Regions from separate parts of the Zea mays genome. Here region 2 is linked to region 1. Evidence: chromatin contacts called from public Hi-C data. All regions are on one chromosome and are shown on one strand. Each heading gives the region's core, a stretch centred on a gene start, on an enhancer-like site or on the middle of the called end of the contact. The rest is flanking DNA. Distances are from core to core; before and after follow the strand shown.

Region 1 (4,469 bases), core at 1,953-4,452:
AAACAAATCACTAGGGACTTACTAGTCTTTTCCTCCTCGGTTTGGTCTAGGCCGAAACTGGTGGCAGTTTTGCACTTGTCATCATTGCTTCCATACAAGATCTTCATCTTGAGGACCTTCGACAGAGAAAAAGAAAGTCTTCAGAATCACTTTGTCGATGGTGTCTTTGTCTTGAGGACCTTCGCCGGAGAAGAAGACCCCCAACAGAAAGCAACTAATCTAATTTCTAGCAAAGTCACATGCTCTCAGATTAGATGTTCCCATTCCAAAATAAGCAAATCATTTTTTCCAATCTGCTAACCCCAAGCACTCACAAAATAGCACTTACCATGTGCGATAACATGAATCTCACAGTTCTGTTCCCGTAAACTCGTTCTTGCAATGGTTTTAGGGACTTCACATAGAAGGATAAGACATCTAGCAATGGCATGCAACCTTTTCTAGCTCTTGTCAATCTAGATTCCGCTTCTGAATTCTGGCTATACTAATACCTACTCTACAATTAAATAAACATAATCAAGGAAAAACTAATCTAGCTCATAATGGCATGTGTACTGCTAATGTACTATGAGACATAACATGGAAGCTGCTTAATTTAATTTGCTCCATACTATCAACAAGTCATTGATTTAACGTCGAGTCATATCAAAACTCACCACAATACAACAAAACATATCTTTCATTCATTCTTCTCCTTAGATGATTGCCCAGCCCTGGTAACAATGGTATTTATGTGACTCGCTATTATACTATGCGCTATGCAACCTTTTCATCAACTTGATCCTGATATTGTTCGTAGAGTGGTTTAACCAATAGAGAAAGCATTACACCTAGAAAAAATGGTAAGTTTAGTATGGACTATGCATATTGAGCTATCATAAAAGGACAGTACATCCAAACATTTATGAAGAAATACTTTATAGAACTCACCAATGTAAATGAGCGTAAGAAAGTTGAAGAGCATTCCAACGAATGAAACCAGCCACAAAATTAGTTTCACCTTTTGTACTAAGGAGAACAGGAAAAGGTAAGACCATATATAGTTAGGAAAAATATACATTAGAGAGTGTGTGAGAAACTGAGAAGCTCGAAGAAAGAGAGAGATATTTATAAAACTTTCCTATCTGTCTTGATGGCGATGTCATGACCGACAACCAACAACCTATTGATCCATACAAGAGCATAATCTGCAGCTTTTTCAAAAACTACATTTGAAACCTCAAGGTTAGGAAGAGGCCTATGGAGGAACCAAAACAATTGTTTAAGTTACATTAAAATTAAACTGTACATTGTTTATCACAGAATATGACGCAAGATCGCAAAAATCTAATATCAATCAAGGACATTGAAAAATGATTAACAAATCAATTCTAAGCAATCAGGAAAAATGATTACACTGATTCAAATCAAATGATGTTAACTTCTATCAAGTTAACAGATCATACACATTGACTTGGTGCTACGAGTTGCTGAAGCATAATAATATGAACAATTGTCAACATCAAAAAACAAAAAAGGCATAGAGCACTCGGTACAAGGTAATGACATAAACACCTAAGCCTGCCTTGTATAAGGGATAGTATAACATTACTACAGGCTATGGAGACAAATGACACATGCTATGGTTTCACACATTAGGAACAGAGAAGGGGTGCACATACCTGGTGGGTGAGCGTCGCAGGCGGAAGTCCCAAAGGCCCGAGCACCGAGCGTAGGGCGGAGGCGACAACAACCATGGAAGGAGGAGATGGCGGATAGAAACCGAGGCCTAACGAAATACCAACCGAACCAATCCCGATGAATCCTAAACTGTTAGGGATAAGCGTGCATAAGTTAGTGCTCCTATTCCTTGCACGATGCAGCAATAAGCAATAGGGTGGTTGCGAGGAAAAACTTAAACGATCCGTCCGAGCAGCAAGGAACAGGGCACCTTACCTAGCAGCAAAGGGATTAAACCGGTAGAGATGTGGATTGAAACATTAATGTCTATTTGGATGGGGAGGCAGTTGCGGAGTTTGGTGGTGAGCGCATTGAAAACGGAGGTCGGCCAAGAGGTCATGGCGCGCCCACTCCTCTCCGTCGCGAATGTATGGCAGGGGCCTGCCATCAGAGTACCTGGCTTGCGAAGTGGCCGTGAGGAGCAGCTCATCCCACTTGGAAGCCTCGCGCTCGAGCCACTCGGCGCGGGCACACAGCGCGGCGACGTCGGCCTCGACATCGAAGAGGTGCGTGTGGAGGACGTTGGCCTCATTTGCGGCAGTGCCCGCGCTTCGTCCTAGCGTGACGTGATTGATGGTCGCGATGTCGGTCTCAGCAGCGTGTGGAGGAAAAAGCGTAGGGAGGCATCGAAGAGGTGCAATGTGATCGGTGGTCGCGATGTTATTGGTGCGAGCCCACGTCGTCGCCGTCTTGGTCGGTGCCGAGGAAGCGATGGTTGAATACGAGGGAGGGGGTCGCTGAGATAACGATGCTCGTGGGCGTGCAGGAGGAGCGCCATTGGTTTCTGTGTGCCGGTTGCGATGGTGATCAACAGTTGGAGATGATGGGGCAACTCTAGTTGAGGTGAGGGAGCGAGATCCTCGGCCCAGTTGCGGCGTCAGCTCTCTGATGGAGTGCGGGCCAGCACAGATGGAGCGCATGCCGAGTACGTGGGCGGCCCGGCGAGCGCAATGAAGCATGTGCGAGGATGAAAGGGAGCAGGGAGGAGGTTGGAAGGGGCGGGCGAGGCCAGGAAAGACAGAGGCGGGACATGCTGTAGGGGTGGACGTCCACATACGCTCTTATAGTGTAGTAGAGATTGATGGCTATGACTCCTAAAAGGCATTGAGTCGAGCATCGTATATAAAGAAGTAACAAAAAATGATATATTCTATAAATAAGATAGCTATAATATTGACACTTTCATAGGTCTATAGAATAATAACCGAGGTTACCCTTTTTAGAAGGACTAATAAATCTATAACTTGTCATCGCTTCCTATATATATTATAAAAATAAATAAAATAAAATACCAAAGACGACGGGAGTATTCTCCGACTCTCCTTGGTTGCGGCCGGCACCAAGTGGCTAGTGGGAGTGACGTCCGAATCAACTGTCACCGTGTGGCCACCGCGTGCGTGCTTGCCTCCACCACCAGCGCGACAGGCGCCAAGCATCCATGCTTGTCCTGTCTATTTCTACCGTCTCACCTCTCGTCCCGTCTTCTCCACGATGGGCCACGCCACACCACTGAGCACCCTTCCTCCCTGTTCTTGCCTCTGTCCTATACTACTACTACTACCCATCTTTAGCCGCCGCGTGCATGCAAGAAGAGAAATAGCCGCCGATCGATCAGCGCTCGACCGACCCGTCATCCTTGACGAACGACCAGCTAGGAAACAGGAGGCACCTTCTTTGCACGTGTCAGTGCCAGCCAGACGAACCCAAGGTGAGGCCTCGCTGTTCAGAACCCTTTAATGCCCCCCTCCTTTGTTTGGCGTGCCTCTGCTTCGTCTTCGTGGTATATAAATGCTTTCCCCTCTTCTGTGATCGCCTTTGTGCCTGCGCCATTGGGGCCTGTTTGGAGAGGGGGGTTGCCGTCCAAATCGAACCAGGCTCTGAACATCCGTAAAGCAACCCCCCTCTCCATTCCAAACAGGCCCTCCTGCCTCCGTTCCTGGTAAATCCTTGAATTCTCGTGCTCATCCGGGCCTTCTTGTTTGCTGTGTGTGTATGTAGACGTTAGCGCTTCTTCTTACATGGTTCTGAATTCTCATGTCGAATCGTTGTTTGCTAGTCTGTATTTTTTTTTCTGTGTGGTTGTGAATCGGACGAGAATGGGGAAAAAACGAAGGTGGTCAATTTTGTTTCCATCGCGAATCTGATGATCTTTTTCCCCACCCACACGGCTTGTTGTTGTTTGCGTCAGTAATGGAATAACTTTGGCTCTGTCATTGCATATCATTTTCAGCCGTCTGGCAGTTGAAGGGGAGTCCCGGTCTGCTCATTCTTTCGCAGTCTGATGATATATATGTATATTCTTTTGCGTTTGAAGGACTCCTGTGTGTTGTTAAATTAAACTGGTTTCCGCGTCCGTTAGGACTTAGGAGACCTCATCGCGTAACAGCCTTCCAAAAAAATAAAGAGAGCCCCCTTCTCAACCAGCTGCTGATTAATTGGTGCAGGGCTAGCTGTCAGGACGGCTCAGCTCCAGCTTTGCGGCCCTCCAGCTCTCCCCAGTTCAAGTTCAATATTGGCGAGCATGCGAGTTTGCCCTCTTCCGTCGTCGTCATCATCATCGTCCTCGCGATCCCGGCGTCCCTGTTTCGGCCTACGCCTCCCGTAGACAACAGTTGCGCCCTGCTCTCCGGCAAGCTATGGCCAAGCTGAGCTGCTTCCCCGCTCTGCTCCCCGGCAAGAGGAAGAAGAAGACACGCAAGATCACCGATGCTATCAAGGCCAGCGGCAACGAGTGCCCCAAGGTGAAGCCG
Region 2 (4,467 bases), core at 1,943-4,442, 550 kb after region 1:
TATGCCTTGGTATGTTGCTTGGGCTCCCAAAGCTTCAAATGGCCGGTTGGGTGAAGCATATAATAGGCCCCAACTCAAATATAGTCGTTGGAAAAAGATGTTGCTCTCTGTGGCACACCAAATAGTCTGGTGGTAGGCACGGGACAGTCCGGTACTATATCCAGTGCGCCACTAGCCATTGGGTCTGGCAAGTGACCGTTGGTGTTGTCAGCCTTGCACTGGACACTCCGATGTCACCCCGGACAGTCCAGTGGCTTTCCTCCACAGTGCCACCAAGAACTAGCTGTCAGGCTACTGTTCCTTGGTGCACCGAACAGTCCAGTGGTGTGGCACTGGACAGTCTGGTGCTCTCGGCCGGACGGTCGGCCAGTGACAACACTTTTCGTCATGTCTTGGACTTTGCTTGGTGTTGGGGTGAGGGCGAAGACGCTACCCTTCGCTTCAGCCTTCGTCTTTCTCGCTGCGCCAACGGAAGCAGAAGAACCGGCGAGGTCCACCCTTCGCCTTCTGCACTACGAGACGAAGGCCTATGACGACATCGCCCCGTCCCACATCCTCACTCGGCCTCGAGGCCCACGTGGGATTCGGCCCGTTGTAACAGGCCCCGCACGGAGAAGCGTGTTACGGGCCCAATTTGTAATAGCTTTTCTGTAATGACAGTCTGTAACCCTCCTTTATGGGAATATTCCGGGGATAGTCCAGGTGCCTGAGGGTACATGTGTCCTTACACTGAGACGTTGGGCACTCAGGCACCTATAAATATCCTCGTACAGTGCCCTTGAGAGGCTGGATTAACAGAGCTATTTCCATCTCAAGTTGAAACCCTGTTTACGTTGCTTTCATTCCCCCCGTTGGATCAACTTGCCCAAGAGAGCAAGTTCCAACACTTGGTACTTGTTGATCTTCACTTATGGTCTTCATAATGTCTTCTTTTGAGGTGTTGCTTCCTCAATGCCTTAGTCCAAATCACTTTAGCATCCTGTGAACTACAAACATAAACACTAGCAAACACATTCATCCACAGGTTATGTTGATCATCAAACACCAAAATCACTTATCCAAATGGCTTGAGGTCCATTTTGCTTACACACAGAAAGCTGCAACTTGCTTTCTAATGGCTAGTTTTTCTTTGGACTATATATACCACCCCACCCTGCTGTTTGGGGGTGTGGGAGCTCAAGCAACATACCAAGTGAAGTCAGGCACATCTCCATATCTCCAAACACCTAAGTTCTTAATAGAATCACTCGATGATTAGCGTAGGTGCTTTGTGAAATTCTTAGATTATTTAGACCGCTATTGTGCTTGCTCTAGGTTGTTCCTAGTAGATTGAGTGAGGTTATAAAAACCCATACAAACCCCTCAGCTCTTGCGCGAGTCGTTGTAATTTTATCAAGTGGGGTGAGGGTCTTGTGAAACCACACCAACCGTGATTGTAGTATGACCGCCACCATGTACTGGAGGGAACGAGGCCCATGACATTTTGATCAAAAGTTCGATAGTGAAGATGAAGGGGAGTGTCCGAGAGGAGGCCGAAAGCAGAGCACAGCTTGCACGTGGATAAGGCCTACATGTAATGCCCAAAATTGGTATAAGAGGAAGATAATAGGATAAATAAATAAATATACTTATATGCTAGTGTTTTGGGGATTTCTTGATCTTATTTTCTTTGTGCATATTCAACTAAAGGAATTAAAGTAGTCAAATGACAAATAAATAAATGCATAAATGTGCATTCCATGTTGGATTCTTGTATTTTTGTATTTGTATTCAAATTTATGAGACAAGTTTAAGTTCGAAAAATAGAATTTGAAAATGGAAAGAGAAATAAGAAAAGAGAATGAAATAAAAAATGGAAAATACATTACAATGAAAAATATATATATATATATGTATATAAACAATTATAATTCTTCATGCTAGTACTTTATTTGTGCACTTAATTTGTGAAACTCACCAGCAAATTTGAATTCAAACTACCAAATTTGGAAATTTAGAAAGAGAGACAAAATTGAAATAGAAAAGAAAAAGATAAAGAAAACATGCATTGTGGGCCTAATCCACACCTGCTTGGCCCATCAAACCGGTCCAGCTTCCCTCGCCGGCTGACATGCGGGCCCACGACCAACACCACCACGCGGCCCATCCCTCTACGCTCTCGCGCCAGCAGACACCATGGACCCAATCGCTAGCCTCCCTACCCTCGTATGCGCTGGAGAACCCTGGTCGCGGGCAAATGGGACCATGCTGTTAGGTCATCTTCCCCAACAATTCCCTCATAACAGAACCTCCGCGGCTCCTGCTGACGTACTCATATGCCGATACCGCCGTGGGTGGTTACACCCTCCCTATCCATCGCGTGCTGCCCGTTGCTGGGGAGTTCTACCTTCTCGGACAATAAAACTGAGCTCGAACCTATCCTCCTGGCCATCTCCACGGTCAGGGCATGAGGGAGTTCGTCGTCGACATGATCACGCCACACCATTGTTGAGACCCTCAACGGCAAACTAGGGCGGTCAACGGTGCTCGCCTCTGGTGAGTCGCATCTTCACCAGGCGGGTGGGAGACTGGAGTCCAAGAAGTGCTCACCGGAGCCTAGGAGCCATGGCGCAGCCGCATCATCACGTGGACAAGGGTGCACACGCCGTCATTCTTCGGTGAGAAACCCCTCTGGGCTCCCATTATCATCCACGCATAGTATATACCCGAGTATTGTAGATATCGTCGCGTCGTGGTCTAGGAATTTATCACTGGAGTTCTCCCTCCGCCGCATAATCACACCACGCCATGGTCAGCACCAACACCACTCCGATGGGCGGTATGAACCCTCTCTGCATGTTCGCCATCTTCCCCTCTAAGTTTAGCACCGATCAATTTCAAGGTTGGGCGATTAGGCGTCGGATCGTGTGGCCGGCAGCGAAGCTCCGCCGCGGGTATGCCCTGCGGTGCCACCGTGTTCAGTTGGGGTTGGTGGCGTGGTCGCATCCGTTGATCTAGGGATCGGCGGCTAGGCTCAAACAAGCTATGGGACGTTGGTCTATCAGGGAACGGCCACGATTAGATATGTGAGAACTTTGTCATTTTAAATCAGTGCTGCAGATTGACGAATGGGTGGATCGGATGGTGTCGTTGCGGGGGGAATTTCGGGCCGTGGATCTCGGATCCAAGGGCAGGTATCACATACCGGTTCTGGTTTTACGGGATCTAATGCATGTCGTTGGTTTTAGATCGGGCAGCTGGGAATCAAGGACACCCTTTCAGCCGTGAAACAAATACAAAAGAGCCCTCGGTTTTCTTTTAAATCAACCCGCAGTCTGGGTATGTGGAGAGATCAGTACGGTTAGGTCCAGATTTTTCACGGGTTAAACCCTGAAGATTTAAGGAATAGCGCCCGTAGTCCATCCAGTTCAGAAATAATAAAATAAACATGGAAATTGATTCCCAAGTATAAAAATAATTCTTGAAATCTTAGAAAACTCATAATTTACGTGTTTTAACTTTGTTTTACTCTGTTCTGGTTGCGTTAGCTTCGTAATAAAATTACCTACGCAGTGATGACATTATTTGTACCATAAAACATATCTTTATAAATAGATAGAGGTTAGCCTATTATTAGTAGATTTATCCTTCCAACCAAAGTTAAATTAATCCATGACGATAATTGACTAAAATATGATTTCTAATCAAACTATAATCTAGGTTAAAGTTTAATTAATTATTTGGAGTATATTTTCTCATATGATGTATATTAACCAATTTATAATATAGTTTAATATTTAATCACGTAGATCTTCGGAAAATCGTACCTTTATAATCGTAACTCCGAATTTGGTGGTTCTCGAACTCACGATCTCGTAGCATCGCGTAGATTATTATTATGCGGTTTGTTCTTATGTTGGGTGTGATGTTAATTTTGCCTATACCATGTTTGTTGTATTGCTATGAATAGCAGTGAGTTCACGAGTCACTTGAAGACAAGTTGGTACCTGAAATCTTGAGTCTAAGACAAGTTGTGCCCTTGATCACTTTTCTTTACCCAATAATGTTCCTATTAATCACTATGACATGCTCAGTTTAATCTGATGGGACCAAATAGGTTTCTCTAGACTTGTTTATCCCACACCTTGTTTACCACTGAACTTTTGGGTAGTTTTGCTATTGCTCTACCTGGTTTGGGGATTAATATTACATTATGATCATGTTCCAGTTATACTGTTGTTTAATTATTGTTCATGACAAGATCATTGTGTTAATTGGAACATAGAGCTTAACTTGAGAAACACGTGCTACCATAAGGGTGGAATGGGACGCCCTTGGCTGACTAATTAGGAAAGCTAGTTGAGGACTACCTTACCCGAAAGGGGCAAGGGCAGTAGGGGAGTTGTCGGTATAGGAAGGTTCTCGGGGTGATCATGTTGCGATGGCTTTTCGGACGGGGGATTCCTATATTGCGCTTTCTAGAAACTG

Evidence for each region. A called contact is a pair of places that touch in the nucleus more often than the background predicts.
Region 2: a Hi-C map of leaf mesophyll shows a contact between it and region 1, with 4 times the contacts expected there. The contact joins the enhancer-like site here to the promoter of LOC100191600 in region 1. A contact is called at or near these places in 5 of 25 Hi-C or Micro-C datasets (bundle sheath, ear, leaf and 2 more).

What each region holds. Positions count from the first base shown.
Region 1 is chr1:143,019,373-143,023,841 of Zm-B73-REFERENCE-NAM-5.0, forward strand. LOC100191600 reads left to right here and starts at 3,203. Exons shown (of 4, transcript NM_001137029.2): 1 at 3,203-3,427; 2 at 4,164-4,469. The coding sequence starts at 4,356.
Region 2 is chr1:143,571,354-143,575,820 of Zm-B73-REFERENCE-NAM-5.0, forward strand. No RefSeq gene overlaps it. Among protein-coding and RNA genes, the nearest start is that of LOC100381809, 17 kb to the right of the region's middle. Within about 2 kb of position 3,193, at least 17 of the 20 cell types and tissues checked have an H3K27ac peak or open chromatin away from gene starts, as enhancers often do. A contact at or near this core is called in bundle sheath, ear, leaf and 2 more, where this site is marked.